Regions from separate parts of the Mus musculus genome. Here regions 2 and 3 are each linked to region 1. The links are chromatin contacts, called in public HiChIP or PLAC-seq and promoter capture Hi-C maps. All regions are on one chromosome and are shown on one strand. Each heading gives the region's core, a stretch centred on a gene start, on an enhancer-like site or on the middle of the called end of the contact. The rest is flanking DNA. Distances are from core to core; before and after follow the strand shown. Region 1 has its middle 16 kb from the start of Gm30827. Region 2 overlaps Gm30382 (a long non-coding RNA gene). Region 3 has its middle 270 kb from the start of Adgrl2.

The links. Promoter capture Hi-C pulls out the DNA fragments that hold promoters and counts their contacts. HiChIP or PLAC-seq counts read pairs in DNA pulled down with a chosen protein or histone mark.
Region 2: a contact with region 1 is called in an H3K4me3 HiChIP or PLAC-seq map of bone marrow-derived macrophages, with 4 times the contacts expected there. The contact joins two enhancer-like sites. A contact is called at or near these places in 2 of 39 promoter capture datasets (hippocampal neurons and liver), 1 of 484 Hi-C or Micro-C datasets (embryonic stem cells), 9 of 115 datasets of contacts at active chromatin or transcription factors (acute myeloid leukemia, astrocytes, bone marrow-derived macrophages and 4 more) and 3 of 9 other capture datasets (adipose tissue, embryonic stem cells and liver).
Region 3: a promoter capture Hi-C map of liver shows a contact between it and region 1, with 6 times the contacts expected there. The contact joins two enhancer-like sites. A contact is called at or near these places in 5 of 39 promoter capture datasets (the C10 cell line, liver, pre-B cells and 1 more), 2 of 15 datasets of contacts at CTCF or cohesin (large pre-B cells and pro-B cells), 32 of 484 Hi-C or Micro-C datasets (B cells, CD4 T cells, the CH12 cell line and 16 more), 14 of 115 datasets of contacts at active chromatin or transcription factors (the 230-238 cell line, astrocytes, bone marrow-derived dendritic cells and 9 more) and 1 of 9 other capture datasets (embryonic stem cells).

The regions. Positions count from the first base shown.
Region 1 is chr3:148,981,194-148,983,899 of GRCm38.p6, forward strand. It overlaps a transcript of Adgrl2 not described here. Among named protein-coding and RNA genes, the nearest start is that of Gm30827, 16 kb to the right of the region's middle. Within about 2 kb of position 1,393, at least 15 of the 459 cell types and tissues checked have an H3K27ac peak or open chromatin away from gene starts, as enhancers often do. A contact at or near this core is called in bone marrow-derived macrophages, hepatocytes and liver, where this site is marked.
Region 2 is chr3:149,378,870-149,381,575 of GRCm38.p6, forward strand. All of the region lies in intron 1 of Gm30382 (a long non-coding RNA gene), which reads right to left. Among named protein-coding and RNA genes, the nearest start is that of Gm26468, 39 kb to the left of the region's middle. Within about 2 kb of position 1,397, at least 60 of the 459 cell types and tissues checked have an H3K27ac peak or open chromatin away from gene starts, as enhancers often do. A contact at or near this core is called in bone marrow-derived macrophages, where this site is marked.
Region 3 is chr3:148,679,699-148,682,404 of GRCm38.p6, forward strand. No RefSeq gene overlaps it. Among named protein-coding and RNA genes, the nearest start is that of Adgrl2, 270 kb to the right of the region's middle. Within about 2 kb of position 1,308, at least 18 of the 459 cell types and tissues checked have an H3K27ac peak or open chromatin away from gene starts, as enhancers often do. A contact at or near this core is called in hepatocytes and liver, where this site is marked.

The DNA of each region.
Region 1 (2,706 bases), core at 143-2,642:
TATGGATGGCAAAGAATGGGGTTAAACGGTATGCTTTGATGGCTAAGCCATGCCTTTTTCATTATTTATTAGACTGCCCTGGCCCATCTTTTTGTCACTACTGAGCTAAAATTTCATTGTGCATATCAGAAAAGGACACAGGCTCTATATGCTTTTGTTCTGACAAAATAATATTGGTTGGATTTGATGATCTGTCTCAGGTTAAGCAACCATCTTAGCAGCTTCCACCATCCTTCACAGCCAAGGATTAACGTTCTCTTTTATCGCCATTTCTTTTTTTCTATCGGATAATTTAAAAATATATATCAAGGTTATTTAATATATTCTAGAATAGAATTAAAAATTGGTCATTGACTTAGGGGTGCTTCTCCGGCATGCTTCTCAACCCTGCACATCTGATTTTATGAAGTGCTAGATCCACCCCTTTAAAATGGCTTCGAGGGGGTCCAGGTTTTATCTTAGCCCATCCCCAGCTTTATGTGGGCTTCTTTTAAAGAAACTAATTGCAGTGCTGAAATTCAGAAATTGATGTGAGGTACCGTGTCTGCCTTTTAATGTTTGTAAGATGTTCCTCACAGATTGGGGCAAGGAAGGCATCAACGGCAGAACCAACTGGGACCCGTTTTCGTCCCCCGTTTTCATGCCCTGCCCTGATTAATGCCTTGCTCTGCAGAGGGAGACATTACATCCGGGCTAAGAGAGACCTAAATTTTACCCTCAGGCAGAAATCTGGTTTAAACATCTCTATTTAAAGTGACATTTGTCCTCCTCCTTTCAACTGGTTTCCCTAGAAATTCCAGGAAGTTGACTTCATGACCTAAAAACAGCCCGGTGGCTTTGGAGCAGCCCTTGTGACTATTACTGCAACTGGGTGAAGCTCCGTGGCAGAATGAATCAAGGTGGCCATAAAACAGGTGCCCAGCTATCTGTACTACTTTATTGTGCTCAGAATTTAAGATCGAGGGTTCCATATAACTCTAGTGTTGGTGATAAACGAGAGAGAGAGAGAGAGAGAGAGAGAGAGAGAGAGAGAGAGAGAGAGAGAGAGAGGGAGAGAGAGAGAGAGAGAGAGAGAGAAATCCTAAAGTGTTCCTGGGGCTGCTAACTGGCTCCTTTGTGATGGAGGGAGTTTCTTCAGATTCCTAAAATCATGCATAGCATTTCACAACACTGATCCAAAATATTAACTGATCAAAGAGTCTAAGAAAGCAACCTCTACAAGGAACGATAACACCCAAATGTACAGCTTCTCGCATGCTATCTGACAATTTCCGTGAAAATAAAAACAGGAAGAGAAAAGGGAAGAGATACATTAAAAAAAAAATTAACCCAGTAAGCAAACATGTGCATATTACAACAGAAGCCAACGCCCTCACACTGCTGGTGTGGCTTTTGATATTATTAAGCAATTTCAACACTGCTGGCAAGTTTCTACTAACCAAGGTAATCTAATTTCTGTTGCTTTTCAACCTAAATTGATTTTTTTTTTCCTTTTAGTTGTTCTGGTAATTGAACAAATTTATACAAGTGTGATGGGATTTTACTTACCACCACAATGCATAAAACCCTCTATGAAGACAAACACTATGACTTCATAGTGCTGTATTTTTGTTGTAATTAAACAAATTGTATCGGAATTTGCTTTGTGCTCCTCAGACATTTCCAAAGCATGTCCCATAACTGCACTCTATGGGAAGGTATTATGAGTTCAGTTCCTTAAACTGATTTTCCCCAGGGAGTATTTGCTTGTCAAATAAAAAAGGAAGGGGGGGGGAACACAAATAATAAGCTTTCAAAACTTATTGAATTAAAATTTGTTTTAGAAATATGCAGATTACTGCATTTAATGTATCAACCAATGACCTAATATATATGTGTGTGTGTGTGTGTGTGTGTGTGTGTGTGTGTGTGTGTGTGTGTGTGTTTAAAAGTATTTTTAGCTGATTGGACCTTTCTATTCTTATGGTCCGTGACCTGCCTAAAAATAACGACTTACATCAAAATTACATTAAGGAATTTCTCTAGTATATAACACATGCTTAAGAAAACCTACACATCAGATCCGGGTGACTAACTGAAGTCTAATAGGGCCCACTCACTCCTTGTTGGTGACCACTCAGGTCAGTATACTATGTGTTATGATTCACAGTACCTAATTACAGTAATTAGCCATCTATCTTTATATTAAACAAACCATTTCCTTAAGCTGTTCTTAAAGAATTTTTAAAAAAAAAAGCCAGTTCTTCACCCAATCTTTGAGAGCATCTCAGGCAACCGAAGATTTTACAGAATAGTCTCAGTCTACTTTTCTGATAAGATCACTCTAATTAGCGTAATCTGATGATTAAATGCCTTTTCAACCTTTAATCAGGAATTATTTGCAGAGATGAGTATTTGGGTATGCCTGAAGAACTAGTGTTATGTAACAGAAAGCCTAACCAACCTATGATTTTCATCTAGCTTCCAAGTAGAAATGTTTTAATCTTTGCTTAAAATAGTTCCAAAACAGTTGAGCCTGAGTGAACTGACTCGGAACTGACCAAGATACCTACAAGAATCTAAGTCCTTTTTCCGCTCAGCTACAAACATTGCTATTCTTAGTACGTCATCAAAACCTTCAATTTAGATAAGCATGCTTGTAAAACAGTCTTCGTCCACAACACACCTCATTTCTAGCACATATTACCTACAAAACTGTGGCGTTGT
Region 2 (2,706 bases), core at 147-2,646, 400 kb after region 1:
GAAAATTACAAATGCTGATGCAGTCTTTATGTAACACATAAAGAATTAAAAAAGAAAACTTTCCAGAGATCTATAACTTACAGCAAAGTATTTGTACGAGACAAGTGGAATTAATTTATATTTCATGCATTCCCCACATGCATTTCCACGTTGTTAAAATAAAATAGGAGTTTTGAGGGAAATTTAAAACTCTTTTTCCTCTTAACATTTACTTAGGAAGAATAAGCAAGCAAGACTTTAAGGGTAAATTTGAAGCAAACATTGTCATCATTACCAAGAAACACACTGTAAAGTTAGACTATATAAATCTATGGTTTGTGAATAGAAACGGGAAGGTGAATGAAAAGGAGTAAGTAGTTCAAGAATAGGTGTTATTATTTATAAAAATGCCATGCATGATAAAGTAATCGTAAATCAATAAAACTAGAAGGAGGGAGAGGAGGAGGAGAAGAGGAGGAGGAGGAGGGAGAGAAGGAGGAGGAGGAAAAGGAGGAAGAGCAGGAAGAAGAGGAGGAGCAGGTGGCTGGAAACAGTTGGGTGACTGCTTAGAGGCTGGGAAAGCACCTGCGATCCCCACCTCACACAGATTCCAAAATCAGTTTCAGATGGGCTCGCCTGCTAAGGTGAACAACCCAGACCATAATTAAACAAAAGAAAGTCCAAGTTAAGCACAGGTTATTTTACAAAATAAGTACAAAGTCACAAATGTTTTAAAAAGCAAGTATAAACTGATAAATGTGGGAGTCTGGGAGATAGATGGCTTCTACCCAAGCCTGGGAGAGTTGAGTTTGGTTCCCTGGCACCCACATTAGAAAAAAAAAAAAAACAAAAGGCCAGGAATAAGAATGTCATCTGTGGCCACAGTGCTGAAAGGGAAAAGGAAGGAGAGAATTTTGGAGCAGGCTGGCCCTAACTGGTGAGCTCTGGGTTTAGTGAAAGCCAGCTCTAAGAAATAAGATTGACAGGGATAGAAGAAGACACCCATCTTTGACCAGGACCCTCAGCGTGCATGGGCGAGTGCACGGGCAAGCGCACAGGCAAAGCGCAGAATTGGATTTACAAAGATAAGATTGCTATATAAAACCGAATGCATCATTCTATATTTGATAAAAAGTTAGTAACGCTGCATTTTGCTACAAAGCCAATGCCACTAGTATAAGGCACCGGAAGGAAACAATCTGCGGAAGAGGAAGCAGGACTAGTAAACAAACATGGGAGAGCTTGCCCAGTTCGTTACTAGTCAATGAAATGCAAATTAAACTTACACTGGAAAAAAATTAGTTTGTAGTCTATGCTTCTTAAAACAACCCCCATCCCCAAACCCCTAAAGCTGGCACAGTCTGGGGAGATTTCTGCATTGTGGGAAGAATGTGCGGTTGCTTAAAAGAGGAACCAGCTATCAGCATCTGCTCCGCTCAACCCGTTCTCCAGTGCAGTTGCCCTGGGCACCGAGACTGCTCCCTGTGGAAAGGAGAACTTGTCCAACTGGTCCCCACCGAGGCAGGATCTTTTGTTCCTTTAGCACAGGGTGTATCCTCTCCCAGCTCAAGGAGGGGAAACTCAGAGGAGGAAGAGCTTGGATTATTATTATTATTTTAAATCCAATTGAAGGAGGAGCGCTAGCAAACAGCAAAGAGCAATGTTAACAGACACACAATACAGCATCCATTTTCAAGGGTCACACCAGAAAAAAACCAAAAAACCAAAAACCGAAAAAAACAAAAACTTAAATAAGGAAACAGAGTTATCTCCTAGCAGGAACTGTGGCATGATTTTAAGCTTTGCTACCGAGGGCGTCTTCTATATTATGTATTATTGGATAATAACTATCAATTAAAATTGGCTAAAAGATTAAAGAGCACTTTTCAAGCACTTAACACACATGTTTACTAAATACTGTGTGCGTGGCATTAAAGAACACACTTGAAATGGATTTTCTACTTTATTTGTCACAATGGAGTGGGTGTGATAACGAAGTCCTATTTTTTACATAAGAGGACATTTAGTGTCCCTGAGGTTAATCGAGTTGTAAATATCACCCTGCTAGTATACGGGGAACTACAATTTACAGAGGAGAGTAGGGGTTTTTATGATTAGAGAGAGAGAGAGTGTGTGTGTGTGTGTGTGTGTTTGTGTGCTGTGTATACGTTTTATGTTTTAAATTATTTATTTATTTGTAATTTTGTGCATATGGGTTGGGCTTGTGAGAACAGAGGATCTCTCAAAGCTGGAGTCACAGGCAGGACTGTGCCTCTATGCGGGTGTTGGGAGCTGAAATTTGCTTCTCTGTGGGAGCAGTAAGCACTCACAGCTGCTAAACCACCTCTCCACCACCAAGGCCTTGAAGCAAGGACAACAAGGGAAGCGCTCTTCAGACAAGCCTGTCGCACTTAGCCAGACAATCAGCCTGGCCAGCCCCTCTCACCATCTCTTGCCAAGGTGGTGTCATCCGTGCTGAAGTGAAAAGGTCTTCACTGCTAAACCTTTTCTGGAACAATCTTTCCCACCTTCTTCATTTGAGCCAGCAGGTCCCAGCTGTAAACGCTCTGCTGGTTTCTGATGCTGATAATAACCGAAGGAAGGAGAGGGTAGAGATGACCCTGGGAGGTATCCTGAAGGTGCCTTTGTCAGCACCTTAAATTTGATAGCAGGCAATGAGCCCAGCCCTCGGAAGGACTCCACAATGTTAGAGGTATCTTTAGTTCA
Region 3 (2,706 bases), core at 58-2,557, 300 kb before region 1:
GGTATCCTTCCCCTTTTAACTTACACTTATAATGTATTGACTCCTTAAAAATTGAAATCAATGCCCAGCTATCTCCGTCTCTAAAAGGCCGGGATGATGAGGCCGGGAGTCTCAGCAGAGGTTGCCCGCCAGCAGAAGGATGCTGTATATTTGATGTGGATAGATTCCCATCAGGGAATAAAATAAGATGCTCTCATGCTCCCTCGCTGTGCATCCATGAGGCTCTTAGGAAGGAATATTCGCATTGCAACTTTCGGAGTAAGTTAGCTCCCGTAGTGTTTTTAATTGTGCCATTTATACCTGACACCATTATCTCTATGACTGAACACTCTATTGCTGAACATAGATAGTTATTGGATATATTATTAAAACTGGGAGAGATGAATGTATGGAATACGAGCGCTAATATTATTTTCCTGATTTAGCACTTTGTAATTCTAAGCCTCAACATGCACACACACACACACACACACACACACACACACACACACACACACACACACAGTAGCTATATTTAAATCATTCACAATGAGTCATGTTTGTAATAGCCAGTATTTACTAAGTATTGACTGTGTGTTCTAGGAACTTGACGTACATTTCAGTATTTAGACTTTGTAACATTACTGAGAAAAAAAAATTGTTATGCCACCACCCACTTTTTTTTCAGATGAATAAACAGGCACAAAACGATAATACCCCAAGGTCACATAGCTAGCAAATGACAGCCTTCCAGAAAGCCTACTCACTCTAGTAACACAGGGCTCTGCTATTCATCTCTCTGTAGTCTTGTATCCATATATATCTTAATATAAAACAAAGATTTGCATGGCTCTACCTATAAAAGTCTTAAAAAATACAAAACAGAAAAATTCTGTTCTCATAAATAGAAGAAACTGCATGCATTAGGGAATTCAGTAACACTCAGATACTCATATATTTCACAAAAGCTATGTATTTATCTCGTATCTCTCCCAGCTGATAGGGTTAAATTTTAAACTGACAACAATGGCAGAACAGTGACAAGTGAAGGTAGAGGGTTTTGTGAATATATACCTACAAAATAGAAGCTATCAATAGGATTCTAGGCGCAGATGAGGCGCCATGATAAACACTTTGTGTGCAGTGGTCCATTTAACCCTCATTTATGTGCACTTGAAATGATGTCTCCTTTCTGCTGCTATTTAGAGCCGGGATTTTCCCAAGGTCGCATGGCAGTGCTCCAAACACAAACGGGTGGTTGCAATCTCAAGGTTAAGTTAAAGTCCTTTAAAGGAGTATTCCGACTGCTGAGAGACCACGGGCGGGTGCCAAGTGGCCACAGGGCACTCTAGTTGGTGAACTTCACTTCCTGATTAGTCTTAGGTTCTATGTGTATGAATCTAAGGCAACCACACTTCCAATTGTCTGGATAGAAACATGAGAAGGAAACAAAGCCACAAAATCCGGTGTTGTTCTGAAAATGAGGCTCTGTTGCCATTTTAATTTACTTTTCAATTGTTAATGACGTCACTCGGCCCCAGCTTTGATAAGAAAGCTTAAAGTAACTTCCCAGAGAAACTGGCAGGGCATCCCCTTACTGTATCTGTGTACACCACCCCACATGATCCCAAGGATCAAAAGAGTCTATCAGAATCCTAGGACCACAAACAAAACCAGTGGAATCACTGCTAGCCAACTGTATAATTTGAACCAGACATGAGGGTATACACCTTTGATCCCAGAACTTGGGAGGCAGGGTTTGTCAGATATCTGTGAGTCCAAGGCCACCCTGGTCTCCAGAATGAGTCCAAGGCCAGACTTGTCTCAATAAAGTAAGATAAAATGAATAAAATAAAATGAAACAAAGCAACAACAAATTATAAAAGATACCTCTTACAAATAAACTAGAAATGTTCCCTCTATTGCTATAGCAAAATCAGAATCATACTGAGTGAATTGTAATGAAGAGTCATATAAATTTATACTTAACAAAAAGCAGGATTAGAAAGAATAGAAACTGTCCTCTAGCCCAGACCACACAGCAAGAAGTACACTCTGACTATTTATTGAAGAAATGAATGAGGCTGACAATTCCACCTCAGGCTGCCTTCCACTAAATGGCAACATTACTATGAACTATACTATAATTAGTATAAAGAAATAGCTAGTTAAAAGCTGCAAATATTAGCTTTTGAAAAATGTCAACTTCTGGGTGGGGACACTCAGTGGTTAGGAGCCCTGGCTGCTCTTCTAGAGGACCCTAGCTCAGTCCCCACCACCCACATCGCAGCTCACAATAATCCATAGCTAATTTCTGAAGATTTGCCCATCTCTTCTGAGATCTACAAATACCAGACACAAATCTGGTGCACATTGGTATAAGCAGGCAAAACCAGCAAATAAATAAACAAATAAACAGATAAATAAAAACAAGGATAAATAAATCTAATAATAAAATCTTAAAACTAACAATTGACCACCCTAAAATAACCTGCAACCATATTGGGCAGCTGATTAGCATTTTTCTGGCTAAATTGTGGACCCATTTGCAGGTGGTTAGGGTACCTTTTACTAAGCTCAGAGTTCAAATCCTACAGTGTTTTTTTTTTTTTTTTTTCAGCCTTGGAGCACCAAGAGAATTGAAAGAACTGACCGCATTTCAAAAATGAAGTCCGACCCTAACTATTCAGGTTAGTGTCATTACTTGTTTCTGCTCAGATTGACTTC